Linked DNA regions of Sus scrofa: region 2 is linked to region 1. A link is a contact called in public Hi-C data. All regions are on one chromosome and are shown on one strand. Each heading gives the region's core, a stretch centred on a gene start, on an enhancer-like site or on the middle of the called end of the contact. The rest is flanking DNA. Distances are from core to core; before and after follow the strand shown.

Region 1 (2,700 bases), core at 186-2,685:
CCTCCAGCGTGGCGGTTGGTCCCCTTCCCGTGGAGTCTCTTAGCCCTTGGCAGCCCTGTGGGCAGGGCCGGCTGCTGTTGGGTCGAGAGGCTTGGCCTCAACCATCTGCGGGGGTTGCACTTTGGGAGCCGGCAAGGGCCCTCCATGCTTCTGTTCTGATCGGGGCCTCATATTTCTCTATACCTGCACAAGGAGGAGAGAGGCAGTGAGACATGGTTAACAAGCCCTGGCCCCAGTGGTGGGGACTGGGAAGGTGGGTTCCATGGTCCCTTAATAATGGCCTTTCAGGAGTTCCCATCATGGCACAGCAGAAATGAATCCGACTAGGAACCATGAGGTTGCTGGTTCAATCCCTGGCTTTGCTTGTGGGTTAAAGATCAGGCATTGCCATGAGCTGTGGTGTAGATCACAGATGCAGCTTGGATCTCGTGTTGCCGTGGCTGTGGTATAGGCCAGCAGCTACAGCTCCAACTAGATCCCTAGCCAGGGAACCTCCACTTGCCGCAGGTGTGGCCCTAAAAGGCAAAAATTAATAATAATGGCCTTTCATCCCAGTTCAGTATAACTAGGGCTCCCTGTCACCTGTTCAGCAGGGAATACCAAGCCAGAATCATGTTAAAACCTTTACGATGTTGGTACCGAGTTTGACACTTGGCAGAGCAGTATCACATGTCCCATCTTGCAGCAGCCTGAAGTCAGCCTTCTCAGGGATTTAGAAATAAGCATTCCCCCTTTGACACATAAGGACACAGAAGTTCAGGGAAGGTGCCCAAGGTGTTAGAGATGCAGGTGAGCAAAGAAGTCAGGATTGTCCAGCGTTTCTGGTTCCAAGCCCAGTGCTCCCTCTGCCCCAGCAAGTGACTCCACTCCCCACACACAGGCCTTCTGCAGAGAAGGACTCAGGATGGCAGCAGTGCTGAGAAAAGCAAACTTCTCACATCCGGGGGCAAATTCAGGCTCTGCTGGGACCAGCTGAAGGCCCAAGGTGTATTATGGGAGCTCTGAGCCTCTGTTCTCTCACCTCTAAGTGAGAACACCTTCCTCTCAAGGCTGCTGAGAGGTAAGCAGGTGTATCCACAGTCAGACTCAACTCAGGCTCAGAGCAGACGCTTACTCAACATGCATTCTTTTCCTTTTCTGCTTCACTTGCCCCCTCCTGATGTCCCCTTGGGCCTGGCCTGAGGATGGCAGGTGGAAGGAGCACTAGTCACAGGTGCCAACACCCTCCCCCCGCCCCACCATCCTCTGCCTCCTTAGGACAGGGCAGGACACTCCAGAATGGCTCCAGCCCTCCATTTTTCTCCCTCTGAGCCCAGATGATGCCTTCCTCTAAGGGAAGTGCTTCCCAGATAGAGCGCTGGCTACCATGACCTCAGTGGTTTTACCAGCCAGACCAGGTCCACAGCTCTGGCAGCGCCTCATTAGCAAGAGCTTCCTAAGGAGAGCCAGAGAGGCCCTGAGAGAACATTGCCGACCTCAGCACCAGCTGCACAGCCCAGCTCCTAGCCTCTGCCTCGGCCGCAAGCCTGTCCGTGCAGCCTCCACACCCACCACCACTGGGCAACAGGCAAAGAGCAGCAGGCCAGTTTGGGGTTTTGTTCCAGAGGCTTTGCTTGGTAGTTGCTTTTTTCTGCACACCCCAGGCAGAGGCGCCAGATGGCCTCGGTTTCTGAGCTCTGGGAGGTGCAGACAGCTCAGAGCCCGCCTTCCAAGGGAAAATTCTTTCCCTGGACGCTGCCTCCTCTGTCCCCAGGGGGGCATCCAGAGCCCTACTGCTCTCCCCAAGGAGAAGAAGAGGCTGCCAACCTCCACAGAGGCTCAGGCCCCTTAGGAAACCCTTCCCAAGCACCAGGCTCTGCTTGGGGGCAGAGTCTGGAATTGGCACCCAAGGAAAAAGAGGAAGTCAGAAAAATCTGGAGGAGAGAGGCTTAGCATGCACTCCAACGCACATTAGTCACAGACTTGAAGAAAATACTCACAAAAGTCATGGGACTTGAGGAAAATACTATCGCGCATGGGTTAGGGCCACACTAGAGCTACGGAGACACATGGGGACAACAGAGGACAGGTTAGTGGTGCCAGGCAGGGGGGTTCAGGGAGCGCGTTCGGAGTCCGACTCCACGTTCCTGAGGTCCAGGCTGGAGCTGGGCTCAGACTGGTACAGCACAACAGAGCGCTGGTTTTGATGCCCAGGAGAAGGGAAGCGGGGCTCGGCTCTCCGAGGACTCACCCTCTGTCTCGGTGCAGGGATGACTTCCAGGCCAGGACCTCTTTGTACACCAACCGGCAGAGGAGCTGAGGGGAGGCGGTGGCACAGAGAGGTGGGGGGCAACATTAGCCTGGAGCGAGTGGTGAATCCCCGGTGCTGGGTGACTGCTGGATTGGCACACGGTTTCATTTTGTTGGGGGTCCCCCATGGGAGGCAGTGATTCTGAGCAAAGGGAGCTGTTCTTATTGTCCCAGAGCCCCAGTGGGCAATGCTTTGGACCTCCAGGGTTCTGGCCTGGCAGGGCAGGACCCCTCCCCAACCCCCTCTGTGCACCCCAAAACTCTTACCAAGCAGGCCAGGATGTCGGCAGAGATGAGCATGTAGAAGACATTGTTCCAGCCTGTGGGGGAAATGAGCCCGGCCAGCAGAGGCCCCAGAGCCGCACCTGTGGGGAGCACAGCATCAGACGGGGGCCCCAGCCAGGCCCTCCC
Region 2 (2,700 bases), core at 5-2,504, 330 kb before region 1:
TGGGAAGGAACAGAGAGAGGTGGGGAGGAGAGACTGCAGGCCTCAGGGACAGAAGAAGAGGGGCTCGGTGTGTTCTGGCACATTCAGGGGAGGGTGGTGGCCAAGCACTACCCCCTCAAGCCCCGTGCTCCACGGACTCGCCATCTCCTTGGGCTTCTCTTCATGATGAGCTGGTCTGAGAACACAGTAAAAAATATGGCCACTTGTTGGCCTTCCCGGGCCCTCCTAAGGCTCTTTGTGCCTTCGTGCCTTCATCCCTTTGCACATGCGGTTCCCTCCTCTGGAATGCTCTTTCTCCCACTTTTTCACTGCTTGTGTTTCTGAGCTTCTGCAAAGACCTATCAGAGATCAAGTCCTCTGTGAGGCCTTTTCCCACTCCCAGGGCAAAGCTGGTCACTGGGGCATTTGAATAATTACCTTTAGCCCTCTCTATAGTTATCCATGTCTCCCACTATCCTGGGAGTTGCTCTCAGTCAGGGACCCCATCTTAGTAGGCCTTGTATCTCCAGTGTCTCAATTAGTAAGAGGCAGAGTAGTATTCTGCATTCGTGTATGAAACAGATGAGTGGAGCAGCATGAGAAGGAGCTGGCTGACTTGTCTCCTGTGAGAGCTAGGCCGGCCTTGCCAAATGTGCCCGTCATCACCCACAGATGCCGGGAAGCTGCTACATCCTTCGGGCCGGCAAGTGAAAGACCTGCCCTTAGGAGCTCACGGCTTAGAGGGAAAGGCTGCAGGCAAAAGCCAAAAGCACTAGTAAAACATAGTGTGTGAGTGCCCATGGGGTGGCAAGGGAGGTCAGGGGAGACTTCCCTAGGGAGGTGGGACATCAGCTGGACTTTGAAGAATGGGTCAAGCCATCTTAGTAGAGGAGGGCCTGGGCCTGCCTGGCAGGAGCCTCGCACTAGGACTTATGTTCAAGCCAGTCAGATGCAAATCTCTCCCACCACTGGATGTCATAAATCCATAGGTTAATGTGCTCCCATTTAATGGAGAGGGATGATGGACAGTGTCCCTGAAATGGGCTGGTCTCTTATGAATAAGAACACAGACCACTATCCTCCTGTGGTGCAAGTCCCACCACCTGCCCCTCCTGGGACCAGCCTCTCAGGAGGCACGTGGTGGGGTGAGTGGCAGCCTTTGGGGACAGGTGTGGTGGCCAGAACGTTCCTGGCACCACATCTGAGTGCTCATGGGAGCAGTCCAGCTTGTACACGGCTCAGACCAGATGATTCCTGAGGACAGAGTCAAAATAGTCCTGGCTGCTGGATGGCTGTCGGTTCGGTCAGCGCTACTTTTAGCACAATTGGAAAGGCTTGGGGCTAAGGGCGGGGAGGGGAATCCAGTGAGACAGTGGAAAGCCATCAAGCCCTGATGCCTGCTCTCTGATCACTATTTGGAGGAACTCCTCTAGAATCGGGAGGGAAGGGCATAGCGAGCAGCCCTCTAGGACAGATACAGAATAGACCAGAACGCTGCAGATCCCTCTCAGGGCCAGCGTGGGGCCTCATTGGACCAGGCAGTGCTGCTTGTGGTTAAGAGCACGGCCTTAGGAGAGGTCAAGTCCTGCACCCACCACTTCACCTGCTGTATGACTTTGGCAATTTATTGTTTTAGGTCTGCCATCCTTCGCTTCCTTGGCCTAACACGGAAATAACAAGATGGTGCCTACTCCTTGGCTTCAGGGACGATTGAATGAGATGACGCAGGCAAAGCACATGTGCTGTACCAACTCTGCACAGCATAGCCTCCCAGACACCACGACATTGACACTTCAGTCTCCAGGGAAGGGAAGTGTTTATTCTGAGTAGGTGTTTCATGGCACCACAGTTGTCCTCAGGAAGCTCCTCTGACATCTAACTTCTTTCCCTGACACCCCCCTTTGGCCCCATGACTCAACTTTCATCTGGGTTAAAGTGAAGCTGAAGGCATCTTTCCATCTGAAGAGTGGGTTCCTTGCAGGGTCCCGGGTTTGAAAGCAGCTTGAACCGGCTGGTTCATGGGCCCCTGGCCACTTCTTTCATGCAAAGCCCACCCTGAGATGGTCCACCCACCTCCTAGCCCATGCAGCAACAAGCAGGAGGCAGCAGCCTGCAGGTATGAGTTGGAGCTGCCTGTGGAGCAGGGCTCGGAGCCGGCTTTCTTTTCTCACTTTTCCACTGTGACCAGCACTGCACTGGGGTCAGCACAGCCTCCTGACCGATGGTGGTCACGTGGTCTGCTGGCTTCTTAGCATGGGGCTACCTGGGGGGTGGGGACAGAGACCAGCCAGAGGAAGGCAGCCTGGATGGCGAGAAGCCTTGAAACAGTCACATCTCATCACATCTAAGATGCCCTCAGTGGCAGGGCATACCTGACTTTGGAGATGCTAAAGAGGAAGAAAGGAGTGGTTTAGGATAGAGAGGGGCACAGGAGTCACCCCAGGAACCCCTGTCTCCTGCTATAGCTGCCCTTGCTCTTCCATTCCTCTCTTTTCCATTCCCCTCCCCCACTTAAAATTGTGCATACAGAGAAAAGCACAAAGAACTAAAATGCACGGCTTTGTGTATTATCACAGACACCCACATGACCACCACCCATGTCAAAAATATAGAATTCTACTAGTAGCCCAGAAGCCCCTTTTCTGACCCCTTCCAATTACTACCTCCAAAAGTACCCTTCCCAAAGATAACCTGATGTTTATGGTCATTGCTGTTTTGCTC

The links. Hi-C and Micro-C count contacts between places; a contact is called where the count stands out from the background.
Region 2: a Hi-C map of skeletal muscle shows a contact between it and region 1, with 6 times the contacts expected there. The contact joins two enhancer-like sites. A contact is called at or near these places in 14 of 47 Hi-C or Micro-C datasets (adipocytes, embryonic fibroblasts, fetal heart ventricle and 8 more) and 1 of 2 datasets of contacts at active chromatin or transcription factors (skeletal muscle).

Annotation. Positions count from the first base shown.
Region 1 is chr9:52,267,891-52,270,590 of Sscrofa11.1, reverse strand. It overlaps SLC37A2 (glucose-6-phosphate exchanger SLC37A2), which reads right to left. Exons shown (of 19, transcript XM_005667471.3): 16 at 2,557-2,654; 17 at 2,231-2,295; 18 at 1,980-2,036; 19 at 1-183. The coding sequence ends at 2,006. Among named protein-coding and RNA genes, the nearest start is that of SLC37A2, 32 kb to the right of the region's middle. Within about 2 kb of position 1,435, at least 14 of the 83 cell types and tissues checked have an H3K27ac peak or open chromatin away from gene starts, as enhancers often do. A contact at or near this core is called in skeletal muscle, where this site is marked.
Region 2 is chr9:52,599,790-52,602,489 of Sscrofa11.1, reverse strand. The region is part of intron 11 of PKNOX2 (homeobox protein PKNOX2); the gene reads right to left. Among named protein-coding and RNA genes, the nearest start is that of FEZ1, 72 kb to the left of the region's middle. Within about 2 kb of position 1,254, at least 2 of the 83 cell types and tissues checked have an H3K27ac peak or open chromatin away from gene starts, as enhancers often do. A contact at or near this core is called in skeletal muscle, where this site is marked.